Regions from separate parts of the Zea mays genome. Here region 2 is linked to region 1. Evidence: chromatin contacts called from public Hi-C data. All regions are on one chromosome and are shown on one strand. The core of a region is the stretch at or near the end of the contact, and the rest is flanking DNA. Distances in the headings are between cores, read along the strand shown.

The links. A called contact is a pair of places that touch in the nucleus more often than the background predicts.
Region 2: a contact with region 1 is called in a Hi-C map of tassel, with 3 times the contacts expected there. The contact joins the promoter of LOC103636280 here to the promoter of LOC100279592 in region 1. A contact is called at or near these places in 4 of 25 Hi-C or Micro-C datasets (bundle sheath, ear, leaf and 1 more).

What each region holds. Positions count from the first base shown.
Region 1 is chr1:72,631,800-72,637,700 of Zm-B73-REFERENCE-NAM-5.0, forward strand. It overlaps LOC100279592, which reads left to right and starts at 1,579. Exons shown (of 3, transcript NM_001317831.1): 1 at 1,579-1,809; 2 at 2,481-2,562; 3 at 2,698-3,923. The coding sequence starts at 2,481. The coding sequence ends at 3,563. LOC103636270 reads left to right here. Exons shown (of 3, transcript XM_008658634.4): 3 at 1-288. The coding sequence ends at 51.
Region 2 is chr1:72,824,914-72,831,196 of Zm-B73-REFERENCE-NAM-5.0, forward strand. LOC103636280 reads left to right here and starts at 3,057. Exons shown (of 10, transcript XM_008658646.2): 1 at 3,057-3,460; 2 at 3,678-3,737; 3 at 4,383-4,442; 4 at 4,553-4,660; 5 at 4,743-4,817; 6 at 4,969-5,031. The coding sequence starts at 3,335.

The DNA.
Region 1 (5,901 bases), core at 329-2,828:
CGCCACAATGGTGGCAGCCATGGCAAGGACCCCTACAAGAGATCTGCTTAACCTTGTGTCGGTCGAGGCTCGTCCACATTGATACACCTATATCGTGCCTACACCTCAACTAAAGGAGAGTGTGGTGATCTATCCGTGTACTGGAAATTACTTCACTTGTGGCCAGCGCTATACATTCATTATCTTGAGCTGCAGGTGTTCCTGGTCAGCTGGTATGTACACACACTATCATTATACTGCTGCAGAACTTCATTGTATTTGCTTGGGATGGAAAAACCTGCCGATTCAGGGCTTGTTCGGTTATTCTTATCACATGTGGATTGGATGGGATTGGAAAAAATTGTGAAAGATTTTGACTTGTTTGGGATTGAAACCCATCCAATCCCACCCAATCCACATGGATTGAGAGCAAAACGAACAAGCCCTCATTGTTTTTGTTGTGTATGGTTGATTGAGGTTATAGCTAAGGTGAACACTGGTAACCCTCGATGAGACAGGTGGTTGAGGCGTTGCTTTGCACTGCAGATTTGTGTGGGGGTTGTCGATGCAATGATTTGCTGGTCCAAGCAGGGACAGCTGAGCTGCGTCATCATTGTGCAGCCGTCCCCGTTGGTTGATGATGATAAAGTTGCGCGGGATATATTTTGTTATTTTTGCATCCGCCGCGGCGCGTCTGGACAGTGGAATCTGGATCTGCAGGGGTTATCAGGTAAAAGCTGGTGTTGGTTCCAGATGCAACAGCCCACAGGCCTTTTGGTAGGCGTAAGGATGTGTTGCGAAAGGCAGCCTGGTCGAAAACGATGCAAGTAGTCTACCATGGCAGAAAGGAAGATACCGTGCGTGTGCGTGTGGGAACTCAGGGAAGGGGAGTGTTGCTTGTTGAGAGCGTTTTCTGGGACTGGGGTATGGAAGGCGTCGGTGACGTAGGCCCAGCATTTCCTTTTCCGAGTGCAGTTGAGTTGAGAGCGAAGGCACACCAGCACATTAAACCCAAGGACGTATCACGTCGGCACCTGTTTCATGCACGAACGGCAAAAAAAAAAAAAAACTTAAACGGAGTAGTGGCAACCCCAATGCTGCGATCCACTAGCATGAGTGTGCAGCAACAACCCCACCACGCACTGATCCGCTCTCTTGTCCCATGGAAACTACGTGACTCGTTTCTCGCCTACTCACTCGACAGAATCCCAGCACCTTTACTACTAGTACTACTAATGATCTTTGCTCTGGAATGTTTTTCTTTTGTTATAACATAGACACCTTTGCTAGCTAGATAAAGCCATAAATAAGCTAGTGGCAGACGTCGTCAGTAGAGCAGGCAGGCAGGCAGGAGCCCGCGGCGGGACCAGGGAGAATGGATTAGTTTACCAGCCAAAGCTAGCTCCACTGCACCGCATTTTGCTTAGTTCCCGGGTAAGGGTGCTAGCACTATCAACAGCAGCAGATGCACTGAACAGCTTGTGCATGCATGGTAGATGATGGAGGGCGATATGCATGAGGGAGGGAGACCAGGCGGAGCGGGTGTCCGCCAAATAAAGCGTGGTGCTTACATACAGAGGCTTAGTCGCTAAGAGCAATCGAGAGCGTCACGGCGCCAGCCTGCCTGTGCCAATCATCATCTGCTGCTGCTGGTGGTGGTGTGGTGGCGTCGTCTCAACAAAAGCGAGCCGAGCAGAGTGCTGAGGCACAAACAAGTACAACACCATCCCCTCTCTACCTTCTTATCTCTTCTCCTCGTGCACCAGCAACAAAGGTGGCAGGCACAGAGAGAGCTAGCTTTGGCCAGGCGTCCACAGCAGCCAGCACAAGGTAAGCAACCTCCATCTCTCTCCCTCCCTCCCTCCTCCTCTCTCTCTCTCTCATGCAGTCATGGCCTCATGGCAACTCATCTCCTGCCATGCATATCTGCACGTATAGCTTTGCCCGGGATCTTTTGAGCAAGCGACTCAGCTAGACGGCCACCTTTGCTTTGTTTTTTTGCTTTTTTTTCGCATTTCTCCATAACCCGTGTTGCATAAATTGAACAGAGGGGAGAATTTTGTGACACCTCCGTTCTCACCATCTCTTCAGCTTGTTATTAGTTCTGCTTCAAACCTCTGCCGCCTAAGCTACGAATTTGTTCCCAAGATACTAGTAAAGTAACTTGATGCTGCCTCCCCCGCTACTCGATTACCACGCGTGAAGTAGACAACAAGCAACGCGGTTGATTCCTTCTCCTTTTTTCTTTCTGCGAAACGGACCAACCGGCGCACCACTGTACAATACACCATTCCATTCAGGTTCAGGGATATCTAGTTAGCTTGCGAAGCACTCTGCCTACCTCGACCAGTTAGCTAGCATGTTACCACTATAATCTCTAGCTACTGCTCTCCTCTGCTTCCCATTGGGGGGGAGAACATTCTTCAATCTCGAGCTTCTTTTTTATGTACATCTGACTGTGTGTATGGAACTGAAGAACCAGAGTAGTTTGCGTTCTTCAGATGTCGACGGTGGTCATGGGGGTGGATCTTGAGTGCCACAAGTGCTACAAGAAGATCAGGAAGGTCCTCTGCAAGGTCCAAGGTTCGTTCGTTCGTTTGTTTGTTCCTGTCACGGATCCTCGGTCACAAGCCACTGTTCTGAGTTCTGACCCTCGTTCTCCAACGGAATCATGAGCCTGAGCTGATCTTATCATCTGTGCCCACCATTCGTCCACAGACAAGGTGAGCATCAGGACCATCTCCTACGACGAGAAGAACAACACGGTGACGGTGTCCGGGCCCTTCGACGCCGAGGAGGTCGCCGACAGGCTCACCGCCGACGCCGGCAAGGTCATCACCGACATACACGTCGTCGGGGGCTTCGGCTTCGGCTTGGGCGGGGGCGGAGGCGGAGGCGGAGGGAAACAACAGAAGCACGGCGCCGTCGCTCCCGGCAAGGCGCCCAAGCCAGGGAAGGCCAGCGGCAACGGGCACGGCCAGGGCGGGCACGGAGGCGGAGGCCATGGCGGCGGCGGCGGAGGCAACGGGCACGGCCATGGCCAGGCCGGCGGGCACGGAGGCGGAGGCCATGGCGGGCACGGCGGCGGAGGCAAGCCGGGTAAGAATAAGCACGTCAAGTTCGACGACATGGACATGGACGACGACTTCGACGACCTGGACATGGACGAGCCGGCCGGCCGCCACGCGCACGCGCACGCGCACGGGCACGGGCACGGCGACGGCAAGCCGAAGATCGTCAGGACGACAAACACCCCCATCGCGGCGCGGCTGGAGGCGCCCCGCACGGGCCCGGCGATGTCGATGGCCGCGGCGGCGCCCGTGAGGATGCCGATGCCGGCGATGGCGCCAATGCCGCAGCAGCAGGGCATGGGGGGCGCGCCGTCCATCTGGCCGCCCGCCCCCGAGTGGGGCTACAGCGCGCAGCCATACGGCAGCTACAGCGGCCCGCCTACTGGCGGGTACTACGGCGGCGGGGGCGGCCCCGCCGGGCACTGGCCCTATGGTGGCGGCTACGGCCGGAACCCGTACGGCCAGCAGTACTACGAGGACGAAGAGCCCAGCGCTGCGTGCAGCGTCATGTGATGTCACCGGCTCGTCTCCGCTACGCGACATCTCGTGTCACGCGCTCTCCGTGTCCACGACCACGACCACTGCTGTAAAATTATTCCTAGTGCTCGTGTATGTATGTATATTAAGCTGTATTTTTATTTTCGCCAGCCCTATTTTCACTGTTTTTTTATGGCGTTTGGTTTGCTTCATGTGTTGTCAGAGTATCTTGTTTGTTTGTGTTGTGTGTGTGTGTTTTGGAGTGGATAAAGTTCGTCATAGATTGACGGTACGGTAGTAGGACCTAGGACGAACGAAGCTCCATCTCCAGACTCCAGTGTGTATATGTATGCTACACTCTTTTATGTTCTTCTTAAACTGTGTTAATGCACGGACAACTGCACTAAGATGGAGATGCTAAAAGTTTAGGAGAAATAGCGACGGAAACTGGAACGCGTACGCGTGGATCTGAGCGGGACCACAAATCGATCCTAATTTGGCCATTTGGGTGTGGAAATTTTAAAGCGCCCTTTGGATTTGCTCTACCTTTTCTTCTTCTCAGGAGTGGGCTAGAGATGGCCGGCCCATGACCATCCCCAGTCCGCCATAACCCGTAGTGTGCATGCAATGGAAAAGGTGAATGTGATGGCCCTTACAATAGATGCCTGCCATGAATAGACGCGGCCGGCAACACCAATGCGGCAAAGCATGGCAACTGGGGGGTATGGCTAGGCTAAACGGGAACCACGTGACATGGGAGCTTGCATCTCACCTCCAACTTAGGCACTCTCCAACGGCTCACCCTCGCTGAGGGGCCGGCAATACCGTGTACGGGTGCGCCTTCCAGCCTTCTAACTAGGGTAGGGATAATAAAACAAATTCTATATAATAGAGCCGGACGCAAAGGACGCCTTCGAGCCGGTCCACGTAAGCAAAAAATTATACGTCGTTTGATTTGATTTGTACGGCTCCAGCCATCCCCACCGCCACCTCGTCCGATTTGATTTGTATGTCTGCAGACATTCCGTGGCATGCCGTCTCTCTTATCTCCCATCTCTACCTGCTCCCATCTCTGCCTGCTCAGCTCCACGCTTCCTCCCATCTCGCCACCATGCCAGTGCCATAACATGCTCCAATTCTGCTCACCACTGCCGGCAACCTTGGCACCTGAACGTGCCCAACCCCGTCCGCCGCCTGGGCCTTAATTGGTCTTCCACCACTTGAGTAGCAGGACGCGGAACCTGGTGGCCAGTCGGAGCAGCGACATCGGAGGCAGGACTTCGGCCTTGGCCTCCACCGCCGACGCATCCACGTCTCCACGACCGACCAAAATACACCAACATCACATCTTGATGTCAGGAGTTGCAGACAATCGTTTACTTCTTCAGGGCATCATACATACATGAACATACATAATGCCATGTCTTGAAAATCCAGTGAAGGAATGGACAATAAATATAAGGCAAAATATTGAAACCTAAAATGTAATGTGTCTCTTTTCCTATGAAGTACAAACAACGCTAACTTGAATGCGAGAAATACATCCGATACTAAGATAGTAAGATCTTGCTCTAACTGGACCTGTGTGGACTTAACCTCCTAAAAATATGGACATAAATTAATCAACTCAAAGTAGATAATGACATGGTAAACAATTACCGTGCATAAACTGTTGTCCTAATGAAATATGCTCACATTGAATTCCATATAACTAGCTCGCCTTGCAAGCCATTGAGAATCAAGCACCTTTAATACTACACAGAAAAGTTTATCGAAGCCACATTGTCATCATCGAGTAGTGAACAGAGTGAACACTACCTTTTGTTCTCATTTTTTCCTACAAAGAGGAGTAAAAGGTAAAATTTTGTTCTCCATAGATTGTCTCCTTATGAATTATAATCTGAAGGTAGTGCGAAGGAGAATGAATCTGAATGATACTGAAATATTTTAGTAATCACTGCATTCAGTCACCTGACTGTAAATCCATCATTTGAACTAATATAAAAAGATTGAAACATTCTACTACTGTGATCAGTTGTCATTTCAGATAATTGTGTCACTTCTATGTGTATCTGCATATTTTATTGTTCATATGTCCAAAGTAACGCTCTGAAATACGTAAAAACATCGACCGCTCGCGTGAGGCGCGAGCTAAAGTTACTAGTAAATAATGTGAACGGATCAGGTGCAAACAAAGCATCTCGTGCAAACCGTGCAAGCGGCCATGAAAATTTTATAAAACAACTTTGTCACCGTGTAGCAACTTTTCTATATAATAGATTCGGACGCAAAGGTCGCCTTCCAGCCGGTCCACGTAAGCAAAAAATTATACGCCGTCTGATTTGATTTGTACAGCTCCAGCCATCCCCACCGC
Region 2 (6,283 bases), core at 1,807-4,306, 190 kb after region 1:
TTGTGTTGTGAGCTCGAGTTGTGACTTGTGTGCGTGTTTGTGCTCTGATTTTGTGTCTTGTGTGCGTTGCTCATCCCAGCCTTACTTCCGTGCTTCTTTGTGAACTTCAATTGTAAGGCCGAGAGGCTCCAAGTTGTGGAGATTCCTCGCAAGCGGGATATAGTAAACAAAGCAAAACACTGTGGTACTCAAGTGGGTCTTTGGACCGCTTGAGAGGGGTTGATTGCAACCCTCGTCCGTTGGGATGCCACAACGTGGAGTAGGCAAGTGTTGGACTTGGTCGAACCACGAGATAAACCACTGTGCCTATCTGTGTTGATCTTCTTGTGGTTATCGTGTCTTGCAAGAACTCCTCTCTAGCCACTTGGCTTTATTGAGCTAACTCTTAATCAAGTTTTGTGGCATTAAGTTTCAAGTTTTTACAGGATCACCTATTCACCCCCCCCCCCCTCTAGGTGCTCTCACTTAGCCTCACCTTGTTAAACTTGGATTAGTTTTTCCCCACTTGCTGAGCCCCGACCATAAGTGAGCTCACCCTTGCTTAATTTTGATCAGAAGTTTGCAGATGAAGATTTTGATGATGAACTCGATGGATGCTAGTCTAGTGATTTCCCCCGGTCATCTTCCTGTGGATGGATGTCCTTGTTTCGCTGTACTTTGATGAAAAAAGGTTAAGACATTATGTCTGTTCGAAGTGTAATATATTAATATAATATTTATTTACACTTTTATGCATTATTCTTTTGATATATTACACTTGTGATGTTAACATATGTGTGGAAATAGATCCTGGCATACATATGCTATGCACCCGGCTCTGCCCCTTGGAAACGGGTGTGACAGATAGAGATCAACTAATAGAATTGGTAAAGATGTATGTTGTTGAAATTGATCACTATGAACTTATAAAGCTTACAAAACAACTTGATCTATTCATTGCTGATGTGAGATCTAACCCTAAAATTGTTAATTTTTATGACCTTAATGGTCTTGCTATTATTATGATTGAAATTGAGATGAATAAAATATTTTGGAACGATTTATTGTATTGTTGAACTAGTCTTCATTTTGCCTGTTGTTGAGCGAGCCTTGATTTTTGCATGTTGCAATTATGAAGATAGGGAATGATTAGTCAAATCATAGAATGGTTTGTTATATTGTACGAGATATTTTTGCAAGCATGGAAGATAAGAATATTTTATAGTATTTTCAAGAATTGAAAGTTATTTAAAAAAGCTACCTTCATTACCTCCTATCAATGCGAGTGGTATGTTGTGTATTTTTGTTCTATTTTTTTTTTGTCTTTTTAATAACATCTTGAGTTTATCGGTGGAAGAAATTATCCATAATTAGGTATTTTTCTTTTATTGTGGCCTGTTTTATGAAGTCGTTTTACTAGTATACTATTGTCATTTGGCTCTAAAAATTAACGGTGTATATAATTTGATATGGGATACATATGCACTTAGGGCTTGTTCGGTTATTCCCATTATACATGGATTGTATGGGATTGGAAAAAAATTAGAAGAGTTTTGACTTGCTTGGGATTTAAACCCACCCAATCCCACTCAATCCACATGGATTGAGAGCTAACCGAACAAGCCCTTAGATGGTGCCTTTAGGCGTCAAAGATTGCCAGCTCCCCGCTCCCCTACTGGTGCGAGTAGGACTGGGCGTTCGGTTCGGTTCCTCGGTTCTTGTAGAAATTCGGTTCTTCAAAAACTAGAACCGAAATAGCAAGATAAAGAAATCAAAACCGACTAGTTCGGTTCTCGGTTCTTCGGTTCGGTTCCTCGGTTCTAACCGAACTGTAACAACCACTCTAAAATTCTGAATAACGACAACTTTTGTGAGAAATTTCAGCAACATCTCCCCGCAAACAACCACGAGTGCACAATGACCATAATTTCATAGATAATACATGGATGATTAGAGGTTCAACATAAGTCGATAAAACAACATCCGAAGTTACAAACACATGTAACAAATTGAATCTAATACTTTTGTTTTTTTCGGTTCTTTCGATTCTTTGGAGTGCAGAACCGAAAATATCTCATTTATTTCGGTTCTCAAAAAAACCAGAACTGAATTTCATAACGGTTCCTTCGTTTCGGTTAGTTTGGTTTTGGTTCTCGGTTATTTCTGTTCGGTTCCTCGGTTCCGGTTCTTTTTGCCCAGGCCTAGGTGCGAGGCACGGTGACGACGACATGAGTGATGGGAGTAAAACTATAAGGACCAGTTTGTTTCGTTGGAATTGAATTCCGTTTTAATAATTATAATTTAGACAAAACTAATTAAGTTCAAATATTTATATATGTAATATATTTGTATATTATTCTAAATCATATGAGAAAGATAGTTATATACTACATTTATATTATAACGAAGCAAGTAGAAGATTGTGTTATAAGTTGTACATCGGGAAAATAGTATATAAATCTATAAAATCAATTTCCATCTCTCATCCCATGAATTTGAAATAAACTTATATGATAACTTTAAAAAGTGGTGGAATATCACATTTTAAAAAAATAACATATTTCATTAGTAAGATTTCAACTCCACAAAATAAAAGAAAACAAACAGGGCCTAAAAGATTTTGTCTAAATTTAAGCGTGTAAAGATGTGCCTCATAATAAGTAAGTATAGACGCACTATACTCTATTGCAGGCAAGAGCTCAACGAAAAAAAGACCCAACAAGTAGCATTCAGTCTCTATTTATAGAGAAAACAGATATTTAAAAGCTTATATAAGACTAAATTACTACACCGATATAGACAGGATATAAAACACCCATTCGAGTTGATCCTAAAAAAATGACAAAACAAGTAAAATTAGATAAGAAAGAAGCGACATAATAAACAGAAAAGGAATATAAGCAAGTAAAATTAGTTTTTTTAGTTATGTATTTTTTAATTTATATAATTTTTGTTTTTTCATTAATTATGTAGATTTTATGTTCTAATTTGATGTATTTATATTTTAATAAAATGATATGTTTTATGTCAACTAAAACTTTGCAAAATAAAAACGTTGCTACAGCAGTGCCAACGGTAAATAAAGTTAAATACATTCCCTTGCCTTCCTCAGCGGCTCCTCGTCCTCGGCTCCTCCCGCTCCCCTCCGCACTGTGTCGAGCCGAGCGTGCCGCTGGCCGACCTTGGCACCTTGCCCGCGCCCGCCCGAGCCCCGACGCTGCCTGAAGCAGCAAGTGACAGCTCCCCTGGGCGAGCCGGTTTACTACCAGCACGGTGAGCTTCGGTCGGGCGGAGCAGACGACAGGCAGCACACCAAGGTAGATCGACGGGCTCTACACGGACCCGATCTGCCTCTATGCTGCAACCTGGATTTTCTTCTTCCAATCACCACCACAGCGCAACGCCTGAACGGCCGTCGCTGCCGGCTACGCCAGGTGCTCAGGTCTTATTCGGCCCCTTCGCCGGCGACGAGCGCCACCAGGTACGCCCTCCTTCCCTTCCTGTTGTGTGAAACTGTGCCCACAAACACTATCTTACTATTTGTATTCGGATCTGATCTAATTTCAGGTGTATATGCATACAATATGGCTACTAACTTCGATCGCCTTGCAGAAATTATATGGTGTACATGTGTGTACACCCATGTCCTTTACTCGACCGCCCCTGATGGTTGCTATGTTTTCTTTGCCATTCTATAGGATGCGTCCGAGACTAAGTTGATGAAGCAGCCTACTTGGGTCTTCTTTGAGAAAGAATCGGTAGGTTTTTTGGCTGGTACAGAGATGCCAAGCTGAATTTCGTTACATGTGGCTTTGTCTTTATTCAAATCAGATTCAACCATTTAAATGGACTACTAAGTTCCATTGCCTTGGAGGGCCTTAGCATTCACACCTCGTTACTGTACTGCATTTGCATAATTTTGCATGCAAAACATTACAAAGTCAAAGATAGACTAGCAACTTCCACAAGGCGCATTAGCTTGTTCCTCATGTATCCATGTTAATTGTTTGGTCTTTTAGGCAAAGGAAACTTTACTGGCCACTGAAACAAGGTCTGGCTCATTCATTGAGTAGGTACACGTGACATGCTTATTGATAGGTGTATTGATGCAACCTTCTACACTTGCATTGATAGATTGGCGATGCTTAGACCATCACTGTAAGCACCTAACTGTTCCCTCAGCCCGTAAAAACTCATCACTGTCTTAATGATTCTTACTGGCATGGTATAAATAGATGTTGAAGCTGTGAATTCGAAGGATGTGCTTCTTTATTGTAGCACTGAACCAAATCTAGGAATTGAGTATGCAGTATATCTGTTTGCTAAGTGTAAATCGAGTGAGATGGTTATAGATTGTGTCTTCAATCTTCTGGAATAACTCCTAGTTTGGTTAACCATACCAGGTAACTGACTTAAGAGAACAAATTCTCCAACTCATTCAGCATGATTGTAAGGATCAAGAGGTATGTTGTGATTTGGTAACAGCTTGGCAGTACTGAATCAGTGTGTTTTCTTGTCCATTATTATGTTAACAACATATTTGATACTGGACATGGTATTGACTTGACAACAGGAAAAATCACGGGCAGAGCTACTGGAGAAGCTCAACAGATGTAAAAGAGATACACTTATCGAACTGTGTCGCTCGTTTGATTTAATTGGCTCAAGAGCTAATAGGAAGGTTGGTCCAACTTAAAAACTTGAATTTTCTATTCTCACCTGCCCGAGGGTGCACATTACAAAACATTTATGTTTCTTTTCAGGAGGAACTTGTATTGTTTCTGATGGAATTCATTAAGGATCACTGTTCTGGTAGTGATGTCATAAACTCGGATAAGGTCCTAAACTTTGGGTTACTTTGGCCATAAAATTTTTTGAACACTTATCTAGAAATGATAACCGATGTTGTCGGTTTTCCTTTGTAACTTAAGCTACTGCCCTATCATCATTGGCGCTCAAATACTTTTTCATGTGTCTTATCTATTGTAGAAATACAAGAAAAGAAAGCGTGTCAGAGAAGAGGAAAATTTGTCTGCTGGTAAACCTTCAAAGGTAAACTATCTCCACACATTCGTTTAGAATTATGTTTGTATGCTTCCAGCCTTTTCCTTAGCATCACAAAAGTTCATAATCTATTTGAAGATATTATGATTGTTAGGCTATCTTCAGCAACCTTACCTATCTTGTTAGAGCAGTGGTTTGAGGGAAAACCTAATCCTAATTAGGGTAGACTGAGAGTATATATATTACCAGTCTATGGGCTGAGCCAAAGCCCATTACAATAGAATAGATACGTGATCCTCTGACACTGTCGGAGTCACAACTCTAGCTTGTACAAATGTTGAGACTGGACCGAAACTCAGAGAACACCATGAAAGGGAAGCCCTTGGTGAAGATGTCGGCAAACTGCGAAGTGTTTAGAATGCGGAGGACGTGGGCATCGCCGATGCGACACGCTCGCGGGTGAAGTGAAGATCGATCTCCATGTCCTTTGTGCGTTGGTGCTACACAGGATTGGTGGAGAGGTGGATCGCGTTGACGTTGTCGCGGTAGACGAAGGTGGCACGTGCGAGAGGGTTGTGAAGCTCCTAGACAGCGGATGAAGGTGCCTCTGCCACACCGTTGTCCACAGCGCGATACACGACCTTAGCACTAGAGCGGGAGAAGACAGGTTCCCGCTTCGAGGACCAGGAGACGAGGTTGGTGCCCAGGAGCACGACATAGCTAGAAGTAGACCAACGCGTGTCGGGGCAATCGACACAATCAACATCAGTGTAGATGACCAACTCAGAAGTCGGAGAGGGCCGAATAAGGAGACTGTAGTCGAGAGTGGCGTGGAGGTAGCGAAGAATCCACTTGGCATCGATGAGGTGGGGCTCGCACGGGGTATGCATGTGAAGGCACACTTGCTAGACCGTGTTTGCTATGTTGGGATGGGTTTAGGTGCCCCGACGTCACGTCGTTGATTAGGGCGTCGATGTCGTCAGAGACCTTCGCTTGAGTGTCAACAGGCATGGAGCCCGGCGTCGTCGGAGACCTTCGCTTGAGTGTAAATAGGCGTGGTTGCAGTCGTACATGCCAGCCCGCTCCAGTTAGTCAATGGCCTACTAGCGTCGGTGAATGAAGAGGCCCCGGGGGCCGCGCTCCACGATGACCCCGAGAAAGTGGTGGAGAGAGCCCAAGTCCTTCATCGCGAACTCGGGTGCTGTGTCGATCGTGCGCTAGAGGAGAATGACACTGGACATCGTGAGCCGATGTCATTAAGGTAAAGGAGGAGGTAGACGATGTCGTCGCCATGCCGAAG